Linked DNA regions of Sus scrofa: regions 1 and 3 are each linked to region 2. A link is a contact called in public HiChIP or PLAC-seq data. All regions are on one chromosome and are shown on one strand. Each heading gives the region's core, a stretch centred on a gene start, on an enhancer-like site or on the middle of the called end of the contact. The rest is flanking DNA. Distances are from core to core; before and after follow the strand shown. Region 1 holds the start of ACBD5 (acyl-CoA-binding domain-containing protein 5). Region 2 holds the start of LOC100736825 (protein transport protein SEC31-like). Region 3 holds the start of ABI1 (abl interactor 1).

Region 1 (2,700 bases), core at 175-2,674, 340 kb before region 2:
ATGGGAACTCCTAGTGGGCCAATTCTTAATTAAAATATCTCTAGAAATATGTGATCAAGGACAATCATCTATTGTGGTGATCATAATACATATATCGAATCATGGAGTTCCCATCATGGCTCAGTGGTTAACGAATCTGACTAGGAACCATGAGGTTGAGAGTTCGATCCCTGGCCTTGCTCAGCGGGTTAGGGATCCAGCATTGCCGTGAGCTATGGTGTAGGTTGCAGATGCGGCTCAGATCCCGAGTTGCTGTGGCTCTGGCATAAGCTGGCGGCTACAGATCCAATTAGACCTCCAGCCTGGAAACCTAGATATGCTGAGGGAGTGACCCTAGAAATGGCAAAAAGACAAAAAAAAAAAAATTGAATCATTATGTTGTACACCTGAAACTATTGTTATATAGATATATATTGTACATCAATACATCTCAATTTTTTAAAAAAGAATGCTTCATAATAGGCACTGTGCTGAAAGTACTAAAAGCCATTAGTGTTCCATAAGATATATTTTAGGTGGAATTACAGGATTGCATAATTGGAAGGCACCTTAGGAACTGATTCAATCCATCATATGTCAATCATTATATGTCAGTAGGAATTACCACATCTAAACCAGCACTGCTAACTTCTTTACCTGAATAACCTCAATGTCCTTTCTCCTTATACTATTATCCTTGACTGTAAATCCATACTACCAGCAAACAGAAATACAACAGACATCACTGGCAGAAAAATTCTTATTCATCACTACCTAAAGACCAACATACTCTAAATTAGCTTATTATGAACAGTTGTCAAAATGAAGTCCTAGATGTGAAATAAATATCCAAACCTTTTTATAAGTATGCATAACTGAGTGAAATTGAAACGGATATATAACAAAAGAGCAAGAAAAGATTAGAGGAAGCAGCAGCTATTCAGCACATAACCTCCCCCTCGTTTGAATAAATTAGAAAAATTGTTAGTCTCTTACACTTTGGTGTCCCGCAAAAAGTCCAAGATTTAAAGCAAGGTTTTTTTGGATTGACTGACGCCTGGTTCAGCTACTCCTGTACTTACTACTACTTGACCTTGAGAAAATCAGTTAATATGATTTTCAATTTCCTCATTCGTAAACACCCTACAGGGTTTTTGGAATACATGTTACATGCCTGGCAAATATCAGGCACGCAGTAAGGCATAGTCTTTACTACCTGAAGGCAATATAACAGCACACGACCTCAAAGTTAATAAGCCTCAGGAGCAAGAAATGAGACGGATCTCCAGGACCTCTCTGAAAGACACCACGGAGGGTCTGTCCCTTTGGCTGAGGCGGATGTGGTATTTGGCAGGAGCTCAAAGGACGACGCAACAGGAAGGCGGGATTTCCGCCGCAACGGCTCCAGCGTCTGCCGGACCAAGGAACCAAACAGGAACAAGTGGGAGGAACGACCTCAGCTGGAGGCAGGTGTCCCGAAGCGTAGCGGAGCGGGGACTACATTTCCCACAAGTCCGCGGGGGCAGGGCGAGGGGCGGGCGTCGGGGACCTTACCGGACAGGTCTTGCCCGGCAATGCTAAGGTAAATGCCGGCACTGCGACTCCAAGGGAAAAGTAACTTAGAGCCTGCGCCTAAATTTGGACTAGTCACCCTCTAACCCATCCCGAACTGACGGAAGCGACCTGGCAATTTTGGGATTTCCAGGCCGCAGGACTCCGCCCCCAGAACCCGTAGCAGTGCCCCCTCGGTGGGCCTGGGGGCGCATCCTACATGCCTGAGGACGCGGGGCGCTGTGCTAGAAAGGTGAAGGCCCAGGATACCCCTTTCTAGGGTTGACGATCCGTACTGGTCCCCCGTTCGCCCCTCCCCCACGCCCTGTCGCCCATTAGGTCTGCCAGAAGCTGTACTGTGCCCGGCTTCCTGGGGCTAGATATCGCGGGTGGTGCAGGGGAAGGTGCTCTCTCTCCCCCAGCCCAGTCTAATTAGCCGGCGATCTCCCGTCTCCTTTGGTTGTTGCGCAGACGTCCTTGCCTTGGGGGCGGCTAAAGCTGTCAAAGACTGAGAGCCAAGCACGGCTAAACACTCCATCCAGCATCCCTAATCCTTTCATATACCCTTTAGGGTGATATAAAGATTGTCACTGGAGAGGCTAAGTAGCTTACCCTGGGTGACAGAACTAAAATGGCAGAACTTAAGTTTCGTAACAAGCCTCTGCGGATCTAAAGCTCTTAAGTCCCATCAGCTTTCTCAAACCCTAACCTCAGGAGCAGGCGCTGAAGACCAAAGTCATTTTTTTTTTTTTTGCCCAGCGGTACCACGCGCGCTGCAACCCCGCGTCGGCTACTCTGGCGCGGACCCAGCAATCCATTCTGTTTTAAACATCGAGCCCTGGGCTCTCCGCGGATCCACCTGACTGCTTTTATTTCCCCCCTTCTCCGGCCCTCCTCTGGGGACCTACAGTTCGCGTCATCTCGGTGGCCGCGGGGACGGTGGGTGGAGTTTACTGCGCAGCGGCGGCTGCAGCGAGTGGGTCCGGGGAGGGTTTGGGGCGGGGCCGCAGGGAGGGCGCGGACAGACAGACCGACCTCGCCGGGATGGGGGGTGTGGCTGCTCCACCAGGGTCCTGCGGGTGGGAGAGTGGCTCCGCCACCACCAGTGGCCGGGGCTCCTCTGACTCCTGCTAGAGATGCTCTTTCTCTCGGTGAGTTGTTTTTCTGTCT
Region 2 (2,700 bases), core at 22-2,521:
AAAAGACAAGAAAGGTTGGCCTTTCAAGAATCCTGCAAAATATACTTGGCGATAGGAAACACAAGGGGATCAGCCATTTCTCCAAATAAAGGGGGTATGTCAAGAGGGGGCACCGAAAGCATGAAACCAATGAGCATCTCACTAAATAGCCTCCCACACTGCTTTGCATTCACCTACCGCAAAACCACATCAGTGAACAGCGGGGAAGCATGTTATAATTTCAGTGTTCTTAGCTGCGCTGAGATTCTATCTAGTCATGGAAGCATCAGAGAGGACGGGGCACCACCCTCCTCCCCACCCCAACTCTTTAAGCTAAGCAGAGCTGGCTTTAACACTTGCTGTAAGAATAGCTACTAACCTGACATATCAGGCATTGTTCTGAGTGCTTCCGTGTGTTATCCCTTAATCCTCACAATGACGTTAAGAAGTAAGCTCTGTATATCCAAATCCTTTATTTAAAGTCTTCCGAGCAAGCTGTTTCAGAACGCAGAATTTTTTGGATTTTAGGAAGATATTAAGGTGCATGTAATTTATACACTTCCCCAAAAGGGTCTGAAACAGATTTCGTACAAACTAATTAAGGTGCCTTCAGGGAAACAAATAATCCCAAGTGATGGAAATTAACACTGTATACAACTTACTTTACATCGGTTTGGGTCAGGTTTTGCCACCAAATGAACTAAGAAAGGCTTTAGATTTTCAGGCTCTTGGAATTTTGGACTGTAATAGGCTCCACTTTACAGATAAAGAGAATGAGGCACCGCAAGATAGGTAACGTCCAAGGTCACATAGTTAAGAAGTGGTGAGAGGGCTCAAGCTTTCAGGACCAAGGGGGTCAGGAGAAAACCACCTCGACACACTTTCTGTACCAGAAACTACCCCACCCTAGACCTTTTCACCGCACAGCCAGCGGCTGCGTATGCCCTCCCCTCCTCACCCCATTCCTTCCCTGCTTAGAGCTTCTGTAGTACTCATTTTATCTCTCCTTAATGCGGTTTAAAATAGCGGAGGCGAGCCTGTAGCGTCAACTTACCCCAGGCACCCCTAACAATCGCAGGAGGAACGTTCAGGAATTGGGTCTGGGGCAGGTACTGACTTTTAGCCCTCCCAGCCCTGCGTAGGGGGTTAACTTCAGGGGGGTGTGGAGGGCCACGCACGAAGAGCTGGCCTGGAGCAGGAGGTCTCAAGAGAGGAGTCGAATCCTTCAGGAGACCAGGAGAGGGCGCGTCCGCCTTTTCCCGTTTGAATTTCTTTTCTTTCCCTTCCCCCATCCGTTTTTCTATCTAACTAGCGAGAAGCTTGTTTGCTCAATTACATGCTTGGTATCCAGCTGATGGGGGCTGTGTCAGCCCCTTCATTTGTAAACCAAGCTCTTCCCTCCTGTGATGTCCTTCCTGGTCTTCTGCAGAAAACTGCTCCCAGACCGTCTCTCCCACCTCCTAGGATCCCACCCTAATTTCTGTTTTCTTGTCTTGCACGAGGAGCTTGTTACCAGAAGAGCTTGCCACACTGGCTTGGCAGAGACCTTGACCTCGCGATCAGATGCCTTGTGTGTCCTGCGTCTGCTTCCTTGCTTATCCCTTTACGTTCTCGCGGTGCTTGGAATGCAGACTAAGGCGGCTCTCCCTTCCTCGTCTGGTTTTCTTCCTTTCTTTCCCTCCCTCCCTTCCTTTTTTCTTTTTTTTTTTTCAAGGCCGCACCCGCGGCATATGGAAGTTCCCAGGCTAGGGGCAGAGCTGTAACTGCCTGATTACGCCACAGCAACGCGGGATCCGAGCGGCATCTGGGACCTACTTCATAACTCATGGCAATGCCAGATCCTTGACCCACTGAGCAAGGCCAGAGATCCAACCCGCATCCTCATGCATACTAGTCGGAGTTATTGCTGAGCCACATGGGGGAACTCCCTTGATTTCTTTCTTTTCATTCTGTCTAGTCCATTCCAGATAAAATCCAGGTCAATCCAGCAATCTCACCTGCCTTGAGCACCTGGAGCATCCAGTTGTCAGCTGATGGCTTGTTCCCCGGGAACAAGAATCCGAGAAGCATCCTGCAGGCTTCCTGTTTTTATTTGATTATTTATATATATATATATTTTTTTTAGAGTTAAGTTTTATTTGGGTGAAGTTAGGACTTAGGCCCGAGAGACAGCATCTGAGAAACCGCTTGGAGGCTTTGTGTTTTTAATTAAAAGTCTATTTTAAGGACAAAACCCGGTGGAAAGCCATGCGTGCAAGGTTAACTATATCTAGATGTAAGGCCTTTAACAGAGATCTAGGCTTTGACCCAAGGATGCCTGAGACCATCGTCCCTCTCTTTCCGTGGGGCACAGCCCCCAGTGGCTCTGGACTTATATAGGGACCCCCCCCCGCAGCGAAGACCGACTCCTTACACTTCATTTAATTAGTAATTTATTTTAATCAAGGAAGAATGTCACGGTCGTCACACTGACACCTTGGGAGGGAGCTACGCTAATCATACCACCAACGCTTATTCACCTTGGCCAATCCGGCATTAACCAGGTCAGGGCCTAGAGTTGTAGGCTGGCTCATGGGAGAGAAGGGGTGGCGCGATCCGCTGGGGCCTATGCGGGGCGGGGCGTTTGGGAGAGAGACCTGAGGAGGGGCGCGGCCTGGCGAGGGGGCGGGGAGTTGGGGCGGGGCCTTAGGGAGGCGGGGCCCGGGAAATTCCCCCGCGGAG
Region 3 (2,797 bases), core at 297-2,796, 360 kb before region 2:
ATCCTGATTAAAAAGGACTCTGCTACTTTTACTTGCTTCTATTGAAAAATGTTAGTTTACCGCAATTAAAGATCTACAAAGCAAACCACCACAACATAATTCACTTTCAATCATTAAAATAAAAGCAAACAAGCAACCACCTATCATAGATAAAGGTCCAAGAATTTTCGAAAACATTCAACAATAACGTATTTGTCGTTATGGTTCTAAGACTAAATGTTCAGTAATCTACTGAGATTCATTCTACACAAGTACTTAGGATGGAAAGAGAGAAACCTCAGGAAAAAAAACAGCAACCGGCGATTACACCATTCTATTTTAAGTTACTTAGGAAGCTAGCAGTTCAAGAACTTTTGAGGAAGAGAGAGTATTTAAGCCATTTTTCCAAGTAGTTAAGAATAATTTGTTTCAAGCTAACGATCGCCCTAACAATCTCTAGAATATATTACGGTGGGGCGGAAGTGAAAATGATGAGAGGGAAAAAAACCCGACTTGAAAATGGACAGGCAGGCAGATTTACAAACCTTCAATTAAAGGAATTTGGAGATTAACTTCTACTCCCTCCCTCGCTCCCCACTCGCTTCCTCCTCTCCTCGGGGAGGTCTCTGTGATGTGACTCACGACCAATTTTTTAAAAAATAAATAAATAAAAGACACACCCTCTGGGCTAAACTGACATAATCGCCCCCACCCCACCCTCCCCCGACACACACACCCCGCTTTTCCTCTCTCTCCTGCCGCTCCGCCCCGCGCCTCGTCCCGGCCCTTTGCTCTCCCCTTGCTCGACCGGTCCGAGACCCCTGGGCCGGCAGAGAGGCGGCAGGGCTCTAGGGGGACTCCGGGGCGAAAGCCCGGCGGGTGGAGGGCTGCCGGGGGGAAGCGCGACTCCGGGGGCTGAGCCCGCGGGGAGGCGGGCGGCAGGGGGGCGCCGGGCTGCGACGGCCGCGAGCTCCGGGCTCCCTCGCCCATTTTCTCTCTCCGCTTCTATGGGTTTCAACCACCACAGCCACTTCCTGTATCGCAGCCCGACTCCCCAAACCCGGCCACTTGCTGTCGCCCCGGCTGAGGCTGGGGTTGAGGTTGGCGCTGGGGTTGGGGTTGGGGTTGGGGCTGCCGCTAAGGTTAGGGCAATTCCCCACCCCTCCCAGTGGGCTGGTCACCCAGGCGGCCGCCGGCGGGTCCTTGGCCCGGCCGGCCAGCGCCCGCCCGCGCGACCGCGCTCCTCACCTGTATGTAGTTGTTTTCACAGTAGTCCGCCACCCGGGTCAGGTTCTGGTAACTCTCTATCAGCGCCCTCTTGCCAGACGGGATCTCCTCCTCTAGTAACATCTGCAGCTCTGCCATTTTCCACCCCTCTGCATCGCTTCCTCTCGCGTTAAAGAGACAGAGGCAGCAAGGTCTGCGGAGACGCCGAGCACCTCACAGCCCGGATACAAACCGCCTGCCCGCCCTCCCGCCTGGTATTGTGGGACGGAACCTCCTCCTCTTCCTCCTCACTCTCTCCACCCGCCTCCACCCACTTCACGCAGCCGCCTCAACCTCTTTTCTCGCGAGCCTTCCTGTCTTTCCCGCCCCCTTCCCGCAACCATGGAAATTTTTTCCTTTGGCATGGCCTTCTGGGAATTGTAGTCTCTTGCAGACGTGGCTGCCCATCAGAAGCGCATGCGTTCAGGGAGCCTCCGAAAAAGAACGAGGAGGAGCATATTTAAAGAACTTGGAATGAGGGTGGTGGTTTAAGTTTCTAGTCTCTTGACGGGTCCGGCAGATGGCGCCGCAGAGTGATACTAGAGAATAAAACCCGGTCCCCGAGAAAGCTGTAATACTTGGTAGAACTTAACTAGGAAATGCCTGTGAATCAGAGATATCAATCTGATAAGGTTTAAAAAGGACTGGAATAAGGATATTCCAGATCTTTACTTCCTCTGTCTTTTTAGAGATAACTCCACTCAGGCTTTATTTTCTAAACTTCTGCCGCCCTCAGTTTACTTAAAATTTAACTTGCCCTTGTTATTGCCAGCTCTACACCAAGCAATGGACTGGGGGTGCAAGTTGAGTAAAGGATACTCGCTCAGTGGGTTAAGGATCTGGCATTGCAGTAAGCTGTGGTGTAGGCCCGAGGCAATAGCACTGATTTGACCCCTAGGCTGGGAACTTCCATATGCCACAGGTGCAGCCCTAAAAAGACCAAAAAATATATATATATATATATTAATATTGAGATTTCCCATTGTGCCTAGCAGATTAAAACCTGAAATAATGTCTGTGAGGATGAGGATTTTATCCCTGGCCTTGCTCAGTGGGTTAAGGATCTGGCATTGTTGCAAATTGCAGCATAGGTCACAAATGCAATTCATATCTGGTGTTGTTGTGTCAGTGGCATAGGCCAGCAGCTGCAGCTTCAATTCAACCCCTAGCCCAGGAACTTCCATATGCTGAGAGTGTGGCCCTAAAAAGAAAAGAAGAAATAAAAAGAAAGCCATGACACATACTTATGACAGAGGACCTGTATCTGGAATATATTAAAAAAAAAAAAAAAAAACTCCTCCAAGTCAATAAAAAAAAGACAGACAGGAGTCCCTGCTGTGATGTGGTGGAAACAAGTCTGACTAGTATCCATGAGGATTCAAGTTTGATCTCTGGCCTTGCTCAGTGGGTCAGGGATCTGGTGTTGCCTTGAGCTGTGGTGTAGGTTGAAAGAGGGACTCAGATCCTAGGTTGCTGTGGCTGTTGCATAGGCCAGCTGCTGCACCTCTGACTTGACCCTTAGCTTAGGAACTTCCATATGCCTCAGGTGAGG

The links. HiChIP or PLAC-seq counts read pairs in DNA pulled down with a chosen protein or histone mark.
Region 1: an H3K27ac HiChIP or PLAC-seq map of alveolar macrophages shows a contact between it and region 2. The contact joins the promoter of ACBD5 here to the promoter of LOC100736825 in region 2. A contact is called at or near these places in 1 of 47 Hi-C or Micro-C datasets (liver) and 1 of 2 datasets of contacts at active chromatin or transcription factors (alveolar macrophages).
Region 3: an H3K27ac HiChIP or PLAC-seq map of alveolar macrophages shows a contact between it and region 2. The contact joins the promoter of ABI1 here to the promoter of LOC100736825 in region 2.

What each region holds. Positions count from the first base shown.
Region 1 is chr10:48,921,101-48,923,800 of Sscrofa11.1, reverse strand. It overlaps ACBD5 (acyl-CoA-binding domain-containing protein 5), which reads left to right and starts at 1,424. Exons shown (of 14, transcript XM_013980249.2): 1 at 1,424-1,561.
Region 2 is chr10:48,582,905-48,585,604 of Sscrofa11.1, reverse strand. LOC100736825 (protein transport protein SEC31-like) reads right to left here and starts at 1,271. Exons shown (of 3, transcript XM_021064282.1): 1 at 1,034-1,271. The coding sequence starts at 1,271. It also overlaps a transcript of OPTN not described here.
Region 3 is chr10:48,938,156-48,940,952 of Sscrofa11.1, reverse strand. ABI1 (abl interactor 1) reads right to left here and starts at 1,546. Exons shown (of 9, transcript XM_021064900.1): 1 at 1,228-1,546. The coding sequence starts at 1,344.